Regions from separate parts of the Danio rerio genome. Here region 2 is linked to region 1. Evidence: chromatin contacts called from public Hi-C data. All regions are on one chromosome and are shown on one strand. Each heading gives the region's core, a stretch centred on a gene start, on an enhancer-like site or on the middle of the called end of the contact. The rest is flanking DNA. Distances are from core to core; before and after follow the strand shown.

Evidence for each region. A called contact is a pair of places that touch in the nucleus more often than the background predicts.
Region 2: a Hi-C map of hematopoietic stem cells shows a contact between it and region 1, with 3 times the contacts expected there. The contact joins two enhancer-like sites. A contact is called at or near these places in 2 of 18 Hi-C or Micro-C datasets (hematopoietic stem cells and an unstated tissue).

What each region holds. Positions count from the first base shown.
Region 1 is chr25:19,247,029-19,252,772 of GRCz12tu, reverse strand. si:dkey-106n21.1 reads left to right here. Exons shown (of 16, transcript XM_073943010.1): 3 at 3,546-3,659; 4 at 3,812-3,898. The coding sequence starts at 3,846. Among named protein-coding and RNA genes, the nearest start is that of si:dkey-106n21.1, 45 kb to the left of the region's middle. Within about 2 kb of position 3,597, at least 7 of the 62 cell types and tissues checked have an H3K27ac peak or open chromatin away from gene starts, as enhancers often do.
Region 2 is chr25:19,575,422-19,581,264 of GRCz12tu, reverse strand. It overlaps a transcript of met not described here. Among named protein-coding and RNA genes, the nearest start is that of met, 5.9 kb to the left of the region's middle. Within about 2 kb of position 4,049, at least 3 of the 62 cell types and tissues checked have an H3K27ac peak or open chromatin away from gene starts, as enhancers often do.

The DNA.
Region 1 (5,744 bases), core at 2,348-4,847:
TATCAGAACTTATTGGCTTTAAATTTCCAGTTACATTTACTTCCATTGATTTCTAGCTGTAAAAACATATTTATTATTGTTTATTTTTTGTATAGTCATAAACACACTTGTTTGTGGCCTGTTAACTGCCGTTTATTATTTCTAATAATTTCACCATAGGCTAATGACTCATAAGTCTTAAAACAATTGCAAAAAAGGGCACACTTCCACATTGCCAAATAAGGTCAATAATGCCATTTCACAAGACCTTTTCTAATTTCATCCCCCCTCTTTTTGTCTACAACTTTGCTTCATTTCTACATACTGTTTACAATAAAGGCAAATAACTGCTAAAAGGTTTATCCAGTTTGAATGTTCTTCATGAAAGCTTTGCGTAAATTAAAAACATTGAACTTTAACGAAAATTAATGTAAAAACAACAAACACAAGCATTTCAACAAACTCTCTTTCATGCTTGAATGAAAAAGTATTTTGTAAACAAGGCAACGTCATAAATATAGAATCCCAAAACACTAGACTTTCATAAAAAGAGTCATAAAGTGATCTAATGTAACACAGATGCATTGGAATCTTTTGTGTCTCCAAAAAGTCATACTGAGACTTGAACTAATTGTGCATTCTTGCTGCATGAAACAATATAAATTTAGCCTTCCACTGTATGAATCATAAGCAGATAAATCCCAGCCAAGGATATTAGCGCAGTGCATCCAGTTGTTGTTGTTTTTCCCTCCCTTTTTCCTTTTTTCCCCCGTTTATTTGTAAGCCAGCAAAAGAGTAATAGAAATATCATTCAGGGCACAGTTGCTGGTGGCAGGGATGACATCATCCCTCACTAATCCTACTTCCTCTCAGCATGTCATTAAGCGCCAGTAGCCAGTGACCCTTTCGTGCCTCTATTGACTGTCTGCTTGATGTTCACAGGAAACGAATAGACCGATACAGTTGAACAGGCATGTTATCAGTCGCTTCCTGCTGGACATGTAACTGTACTCTAGATTAAGACTCTTTCGGATGGTGACCTAGAGAAACACTGAAGGGTGTAATGTCAGAACATACCAGCAGAGGCGAATTGGACCACAAACCAGCCAAATCTTGACACTCTAATGGTGTTAAAGGAATATTTCTTTCGAAAAAAATCTTTAAACAATGAAAATGTGTCATTGTTTACTCACCCTGTACTCTAATATGTAGAGTTGTTTTGTTTTTTTTTTGGTTGTTGAAAACAGAAGAAGATTTTTATTTTATTTTTTATTTTTTTGAAGAATGTTGACTATTTCTTTCATTGTAGGAAAAATACAAGTCAATGGCTACTGGATTTCAATTTTTTTCAGTATATATTCTTGTTTGCTCTACAGAACAAAAAGTTTGGAACAAGTGGAGTGTGAGTAAATAATGACTGTTTTGGAGTGAACAATCCTTTAAATATTTGGGTCATTAAAAAAATTAATAAGTAGAAAAATAACAACTTAATTTTGTTTAAAATTTTAAATAACTAAAGGTGTTTTTTTTTTTTTTTTTTTGGTGATAATATAAAAGTTCTGGCCTGTACTCATTATGATTAATGTGGAAATCCAAGGCAAAACTATACAAAATTGTTCTGCTCACATCTCATTTTCTGAGTTGTTACAAACCAGGCTTGCACATTGCAAAGTGTGTTGTTAAATAAATGTATATGTTTATAAAAGTGTACAGCAAGTAGTGATGTTGGTTCCACAATTATTATTCTCTAGTGTTCATGAGATGGATTGCCTGAGGGAAGAAACTGTTTCTGTGTCAGGCTGTTCTGGTGCGCAGTGCTCTGTAGTGTCGACCAGAAGGTAAAAGATTCTGGCAGCCCTTCTGCTCGCTCTGGATAAGTACAGTTCTTGAGAAGTAGGGAGGGTTGTACCAGTGAAAAATATCATTTTTACATCAATATTGCAATGTGATAATCCACAATAGACACATTGCAAAATACAGTGCTCAACATATTTGAGTACACCCCGTCCAAGTCTATGTTCTAAATTCATACTTTTAATAGGAAGCTATACAATATTATATCTGTGCATATACGTTAGATTAGTCAGTACAGAAGCCAACTCTGGAGCTTATCTAACAAAATAACTTATGATAATGATCCAAAAAATAATACACCCAAATTTGCATGTTCTAGAAAATATTAAATACAGGAGGAAAAATCAAGAGAAGGAAAAAAGAAAAAAAAAATGTTAAAATTTTGTAAGTTGTAATAATTATTGTTTTTTTGCAATATTTTGCTTGAATTTAATTGTATTATCTTTCAATGCCTAAAAGTGTTTGGTGACTAATTATTATTTTAATAAATATATCTGTTTATTAAGTCTGTTTTATTAAAATGCGCCAAAATACATTGCCTATATTCACTGAGAAATGGATAAAAATATTCATTTTCAGAATGGGGTGTACGCAATCATGCTGAGCACTGTATATACAATGTTAAGTTTGTATCATAATTTATCATTTGCATGTGTTTTTAATGCCTGGAATTGTATAATGATTTTAAAAGCGTTTAGGCACAAAATATTTCACCACTTGTGACTTTAAGGAGGATTCATTTTATTTAATTATTTAATTTCTGTACTTGAATACTGTTAGACTCTGGAAATGATAAACTGTGTTTATCTATCTTTTTCTTAATTGTCTTTATAAATTGTTATTTATGAAAATGCTCACAACGTACACTGAAGAGTAATACAGAAATACACTGCAAATAGCACAGACCACAAGAAAATGTGTCTGGGGACCCCCGAAAGTTTATAGATTGTTTATTAGATTTTATGAGGATGCTAAAGTAGTATATCAATTCATCAATCATTGACTAAAAACATGCATGAAAATACTCACAACACATGCAAATAGAGAAATGCACTGCAAGTAGCACAGACCACATGAAAATGTGTGGGAAATGTATAGATTGCTATTTGATGTTATGGAGATGCACCCCATTTCAGAATAATCCCAATTGATCTTACAAATATAGATATTAAGTCAACTGGTGACATTGTATTCATATCCCAATATATATCACAAATAAAAATCATAAGATTTTTTAAAATCATGCAGCCCTATTCAAAACCCTTTTCCATATATTCATGGAGTCTATTTCCTCACACAATTAAGCAGGGAAATTAGCTGTTGTATCATGGCTACAGCAGGCACACCATATTACACATTCTAATTGGTGGTGCACATGTTCTTTTTTCTGGAGACTATTTTCAGGTGTAATGTCGATGCTCCTGCTGCAGCCATAACACAGCAGCAATGATTATTACACCAGAATGACAGTATAGTTAATAGACATGTCAGCCTAGAAAATAGTAACTTTTAATTTTCTGCCAGTCTTTGTAGAAAATGTAACTACGAAAGAGTCGAACTGCAAATAGAAAATGATCAAAACTATTTATCCTGATGCTAATCCTCATGCTTCAATGATCTATGCTAAGCAATATTATTATATAACAATATTAATATATAACAATTGTAAATCGAGCTTATTTTCTTTAAGATCATATGTTGTGTTCTTTCAGATGGTGTCCTGGAGAAAGACTGAATGGTGCAGGAACAAAATTTACCAGCAGAGGCGAACTGGACCATGAACCAGCCAAATACTGACCCTCTAAAAGATGTTGAATGTTTCCCAGGTGAGATCAAGTGCAAATCTATATTATTTGAACACTCATTTGATTTTGTTTTTTAAAAGGATCAGGCGTTTCTTTGTTTAACTTGACTAAATTATTACTCTCAGATGTGTGAAGTCCTTCATTGGCTATCATGCGTTTATTTCTGACTGTAGGTTGATGATGTCAGTGGTTTCCGTGAGGAATTAGATGAGAAATGCTGCCATCTGCTGGACAAACAGCAAAATGTGGTTTTTGAAAAGGTCAGTGCGATGCTGAAGGAAAATGGAATCAATGTTGCAAGCGAAAGAGAGGATGCTTTAAAAGAATTACTTGCAATTATAAATTATGCTTTTATTTATTTATTTGTTTGTTTCTTTATTTGTTTATTTACTTATTTATCTATTAACTTATTTAAAGCATAGATGAAATGAGCAAGTTACACTGAATTGAGCATGACATTTTTAAAACATAAATAAAATGAAATTGGTTAAAAAAATAAGAATGCAAGTAACACTGAAATTAGCATAAAATTTTAACTATAGAAAACTGAAATAAAATAAAGTGTGTGTGCGTGCGTGCGTGCGTGCGTGCGTGCGTGCGTGCGTGCGTGCGTGCGTGCGTGCGTGTGTGTGTGTGTGTGTGTGTGTGTGTGTGTGTATCGTCACCTTAGAATTATAAGGTTCTATCTGACATTTTTGTCAAAATTGAGTTATTGACATGTTCTTATTGAATGACAACTTATTTACATTATGGGATGTTTTTTATAAGTTGTTTACATTTTAAGACTTTATTAAAAAAAACAAATGTTACACACATACTGTTTGCTGTGGAATGCGAAAACTTTAAAGCTCATTATCTCAAAATCATTCTGAACGCATATAGAACCTTATAATTCCAAGATGACGATATATATATATATATATATTAGATTCTGTGTGGAGTTTGCATGTTCTCCCCGTGTTCAAGTGGGTTTTTTCTGGGTGCTCTGGTTTCCCCAACAAGTCCAAGAACATGTGGTATAGGTTATGTGGGTAGGCTAAATCGTCCCTAGTGTATGTGTGTGAATGGGTGTGTATGGATGTTTCCCAGTGCGGGGTTGCAGCTGGAAGGGTATCTGCGGCGTAAAACATATGCTAGATAAGTTGGTGGTTCATTCCGCTGTGGTGACCCCAGATTAATAAAGGGACTGAGCCAAAAAGAAAATGAATGAATGAAGTCCACATAAAACCTTTTGTAATTTTGCATTTTGTACTGTTTTTTGACAATAAGGAACATACATTTTCTGAAGTTTTTTTATAGGAATGAAACCAGAATGCATTCATTGATTGTGGAAATATTTGAGATATGACTACTTTAACAATCAAAAAGCATTTTGGTCCATTCAACTCCATAGTTGAATGGGTAATAGGATAAAACGCATTAAATTCAATTCGCCCTTCAAATATTTTTTTTCTTTCATATATTTACAAATATTTCTTCATATTTTAACCACTTTAACCATCGTAATGCATTTGGGCCTCGAATATATACACAATATTCTAAAAACATTTTTAAAATAATTTTACAAGTCCTTAACCTTTACATGCCAAGAACATTTTTCAAATTCATTCCCTCTGTAATAACATATTTTTTAATTATTACAATTATCATTTTAGAGATTAAACCTTATTAAGCATTGCATTTGGGAGTTTTATTGTAAAAGATATATAAACATTTCTTAAAACTGTATAGTTCTTATTTTAGCAACAAACCTGTATTGCAAATTCAATAATATCCTCAAAATACAAATATTGTCATAAAAAAATAAAGAGAGAACTGATTTAAGCATCATAACACTTTTAAGCCTGTTTTATACTGGAATCTGCATTCACAAAGCCAATTCTGCTATTCAAGAGAGATGAACATGATTACATTCTGTGATCATGATTACAATATAAGGATAATGGTAAGTTTTCAGGAACACTGCACCTCCTTTAATGGTCTTTGGTGTTCTACAGTGGATCTTGTCAGAAGTCCTCAATCTTGAAACCATAAAGAGTGTTACAGATAAAGTGTGATTTAAAAGAATGGCAAAGTAAGTGCTAAAACATTTAAAGCTTTTTGGAA
Region 2 (5,843 bases), core at 2,800-5,299, 330 kb before region 1:
CCCCCTCACTTGATTCCATGGTATACTTAAATGACTCAAAAATAGACTTATTCCTAGAAAAGCAAAACATTTAAAGAACAAACGCCTCAGCTTTTTTAACCTGAGTTTCATGGAAACCAACAGATCTACACTGACTCATAATATCAACAGCAAAGCTCAGGAGTATCAACACAATTCCATGAAAACACGAACACAAGAAAAGTATGTTTATGTTGATAGTACGCTGGTTTATAATACTTTGCAACAACAATTTGCCAAGCAATAGCCTTCAGTAATGTAAAAAATGTTCATAAATAAAACAAACGCTCACTCACCTGTAAAATAAAGACACCTGTCGGAGACAGAAAAAGGAAATAATCACATCTTTTAACGGTCCTTGTTACTCAAGGCGCGCGCAGTTTCTCTCGGATGCCAACAGTCTCGGGATGGGATGCGACGGTGAATCTCTGCGCGCTTTCTCTCAAAAGTTGTCCGCTCTTCCTCCCTCTCTCTCCGGAACCTCGTATTCACTCAGGGAATGTGTGCTAGGGTGACTCAGGCTCTGAATGGGTCACAGCAGTTTAAAGGGTTTGTTGTCGTTCTCTCCGCAAACGCTGCGGGTCGTTTCTCCGTGGTGCACGCGCGTGCCATTGGATGGAAACGGGTCTCTCAGGTGAGCGCAGACAGAGCTCTGAGGAATACGTCACTGCTGGTTGAGTAAGCGGGTTCGCTGATTGGCTGTAGATATTTTAGAACTAAGATTACTGTTTGGGAAGTTGTATAGATATTGAATAAAACCTCAAACGCATTATTCGTTATAAACATTTAACTTTTTAAAGTTTTTATCATTATCAGGCTATGTTTTTATTTTCCTACATTGTGTTTGTAAAAGTGTAAAATCAACTGAAACAAACACATTTCTTTTTAGTGTAACCATGTTATTTGTATTTCTTATTTAATTTTTAATTTTTTCCATTTCGAAGTATTTATTTGTAAAACCAAATCAAAATAATTAAACATAAATCAACACAGACAATAGATTACATACAAAAATTTTATTAAAATCTCATTTATAATATATTATTTTATGGAATTATTGTATTATTATAATGATGATGATGATGATTATTATTATTATTATTGTTGTTATCATTATTATTATTATTATCATCATCATTATTGTTGTTGTTGTTGTTGTTGTACATTAAATTCAATATGCATTAATTGATCATCTGTCATTAAGTGCACCAAAAACAATTTCAAGACTGCATTGTAACACTTCATAAAGATCTCTCATAAAAGATTGATAATTGTTGTGGTCAACGTTAGTTGTAAAGCCGAAGTGTGAAATTCATAACCCATGACTGTCTATTCAGCTATGCAGTATCTCCATCCGGCACCTGCCGTGGTATGTTACTCTGTTTTTATAAAGGGTCTCGCTGGCGTGACGCATTTGACAAATATTTTGTGGTTTAGCCTAGTCTTTTTTTCTTTTCTTTTTATAAAGGAGGATTAACGACATGATGTGGCTTTTGTTTGTCACCCTCTTGTATTTGTCACAGACTTGAGAATAAGCGCGAAAACTTTGACTGGCATTTCGGAGTATTCTAGCGCCACCTAGTGGTTAGTGACTCGTTTCGTGTTAGTGTTTGTCAGATTTATGTCCTCATCAATAAAATGTGTGATACAGAGTAAGTGGAGGGAGGACACCGCAGATAATCTACAAAACTGATCCGTATAGATTCTCTACCCACTCTAACTTGGTCTCTGCTTTTATTTATGCCTTTAAAGGTCAATAAAATCCAGGTTAGTGCTGACCTGGTCATTCTTTCTACTGTAAAACCTCATTGACGACGGATCATTTAAACCTGCCATGCACGGCTCATTTGGAGAAAGGGGGTCTTAAATTCTGTGCACATCAGGTAATTTAACTATGCTCTTGACATTGATATATTGGAAAGATTGATTGTGTTTATTATACTTAATGACTAATGTTTAATGCATTTTCAGACCAACAACAGAAATGATAGTTTACCAGTCAAACTTTAGATGAATTGAATGTTTATATCAGAGCAGTATGTAAAATATGGGAAACAACTTGAATGTATTTTTCTATCCCACTCTTGGCTGTTACAAGATCATAATATATTGAGAAACGGATTTGACATGGGAAGTTTAATGGGGTAAATGCAGAGCTGCATTTAAAAAACTTCACTTTTAGGGATACACTTAAACCAGTTTTACAGCACTTAAGCTGATTAGTTCACCCGCTGGTTTTGTTTTCCTCTTGATCACATGACCGCTCTCGAGGCAATTTTAGATTCATTTCATAATCATAATATTATTGATTTTTAAAACTTGGTCCATTGCAGAAAACACAGCAGGCTTTATGATTTATATAAATGAGATAATCTTATTTTTCTTTCCTTTCTTTTTCGTTTTGTGTCAGGTCTTCAAGTCTCTTGTGAAAAAATACACCCGTGTACGTTTTAAAATACTTATTTAAGAAAAAATATACCCAAGTGCAAAGTGAATACGTAACACTTTGTATGTATATATAAATATAAATATATGTTAAATTAAACTGTATTAGGGATATAATTTTCTTTTATTTACAATGCAATTAGCTGGAATACTAATTAATTTGGCACTTTCTTAACAGAAATTTAAAAAACAATTAACATGGAATTTCATGATTACTTCTATTTGGCTCAATTACAAATGTTATACTGAAAAAAACAGCATTGTTAGTATTTTAATATAATAAAACTATAGAATTTTTTTGTAGGGGCATGAAAAGTTTTTAGTTAAAAACAATGCAACTGTAAACTCATTTATTCATACATTTTCTTTCAGCTTTATCCCTTTATTCATCAGGGGTCGCCACAGCGAAATGAACCGTCAACTTATCTAGCATATGCTTTACACAGCAGACATCCTTCCGGCTGCAACCCAATACTGGGAAATATCCATACACACTCATTCACACACATACACTATGGCCAATTTAGTTTATTTAATTCACCTATAGTGTTCATGTCTTTGGACTGTGGGGGAAACCGGAGCACCAGAAGGAAACCTATGTGAAAACGGCAAGAACATGCAAACACCACACAGAAATGCCAACTGACCCAGCCAGTTGTTGCTGTGAGGCAACAGTGCTAACCACTGAGCCACTGTGTCACTGCAAAATGTAAACTTTTTTCCCCTAAATTATATAAAAATATTATTAATATTACAATTAGACAACCCTCATTATTACAAAATACACTTTTAAAAATCTAAACATGTTAATAAATAGTTCTGATATTTTTAAAATTAAAAAAATATATAAGATTTAAAATACACTTCAAATTCATGGATATTCAGTGCAGTTAAACTTGTTTTTTCCTTTGTTCACAAAACATGGTCAAATAAGATCCTTTACCCCAGGAGGGACACATTCTGCTTTCATTATATTTTTTTACAAACAGCATAGTCACTAAATTACTCTTTTGTTCAATCAGTGAGTCATTGTCCTAAAAACTATTGGAAAACAAACCAGCTTCACATTCTGATCTAATAAACATCTCGAAATAACAACACATTTCAATTGAAGACAAAACTTGAGGGCATTTCCATTACCGTTTTCCGTGCAGCTGAATACACAGTGCGACACACTGTTTTTCAGATTGTTTGTTTAGAGAAAAAATGATTCATTCCTAGTGGAAATGAACACCTGGTGGTATTTCAATGGCTCCTCAGATATACTCACTACCATCTTTTCTGTCATTTTCTGATCTAACATCCGGGATTTGATTGAACTTGACTGTGTTCGTATAAGAGCTGAGATATCTATCTACAGAAAAATACTACCTCTATGACTCAGTGTACAGTTTTGTTCGTTTTCATAGCAGCAAATTTTCTGAAGAAAACAACATCTGAAAGAAACAGATGGTATGATAAAGTCTAAAACAATAAATCTTCTGTATTATTCACGGAAAGTATGTATCAGCCTATATTAAATTAGTCTTGCACGGTGAATCAATTCAGTGACTCACTGGTCCACATGAATGCACAGATTTATTGAAAGGGCTTGCTATTTTCTCTAGTTACCAGAAGGAGGCGTTAATGTACAACCATACATCCCCGTGACAGAATATATTTTGTGAAGATGTTTCTCGATGTCTTTTTTTTTCAGGTCAAATAAGCTTACCACTTCTGTTGTTGTTTTATGTAAGTTGCTATGTTATTTGTTGGTACATGTCAACATTTATAGGTACATTCATCATACACTGGAATCAGTTTGTCAGAGAGAGTGCTCAGCAAATTTGAGTACACCCCATTTTGAAAAGAAATATTTTTTTTTCCATTTCTCAGTGAATATGAGTAATATATATTTTTGCATTTAAACAAAACAGATTTATTAAACAGATATAATTATTAAAATAATATTTTAGTCACAAAACATCTTTAGAATTGGTAAGATAATACATTTAAATTCATGCAAAATATTGCAAAAAAAATTATAATTACAAACAACAACATTGCAACAAAATTGTATATATTTTTGTTTCTCTTGATTTTTGCTATTTTTGAAAATGTTTTTTTTTTAAATATTTTTTTCTGCTGACAGAAAAACAAATACATTTGGGCTACTAATTTTAAACCATTATTGTAAGTTATTTTGTTAGATTAGCTCCAGATTTGGCTTCAGCACTGACTAATCTAATGTATATACACAAAATATAATATTGTAAAGCTTCCTATAGAAAAAATGTATTTAAATAAGAGATTTGTGGGGGCGGGGGTTTCCTCATGTATGCTGTGCACTGTAAGATACATCATACATAAAATTACAAAATGGGGGATAGAGGACTTTTGTCCTCTTAAAATTAGGTGCATGGTCAAAATTTTGTGTGGTCGAAAAGCATGACCGAGTCAATCAACTGGTATTCTTTAAATAGCTAATTTCATCATTCAATAAAGCAACAAACTTTATTTTAATCCATTTACCTGCATATAATGGGAGAAACATTTGAGGGTCTTTTAAAAGTATGTCATCTAAATCAACCGGGCCCAGTTTTAAAAAGTAATCCAGTGGGATTTCAAATCACAGATTGGATCATATCTTGGAAATGGGTTTTTCAAAAGTAACAGAGGGATTTTAAATTAAGATCAGACCATGTAATCCAAGCTAACATTTTATTTGGATCAAGCCCTTTGGGTTATTTAAAACTTTGAACTCAGATTGGGATCTATTTTATATTTATATTATATATATATATATATATATATATATATATATATATATATATATATATATATATATATATATATATATATATATATATATATATATATATTATATTGTATTTAGAACAAACTAAAAAATGTTAAATGTTTGTTGATTACAGTGTTTCTTTTCTTACCATTAAAACAATAGCTGTTTGTGGCCACTGGTACTTTGCCTACCTATTGTTCTTTGTTAAGCCAGTAGGCTACACTGTTGTTCCATTTAAGGCTGTGGTAAACAGGATTTGGTAATCCAGAAATTTGGTATTTGAATCACAGTGATCCAACCCAATGTTTCTTTAAAAAACAGGCATGAAAGTAAGATAGATCAGTTAATCCTGGATAACAAAACATGTGATTTCCAAATCTGGACCAATTTGAATCAGATTAATTTTTTTGAAAAACTTGGCCCTGATGACCAAAATGCAAAAGTCAGATTCCAAAGTCAATTGGCGTTCTTTCATCTGCTCAGTAAAGATATTCATTTGAATCAAGCACAAATTTAATTTTATTTCACTTACTTGCTTATTTTGATTTTTAGATATTCTTAATTACATTTAAGAGCTTTATTAAAAATAAGATTTAAGGGA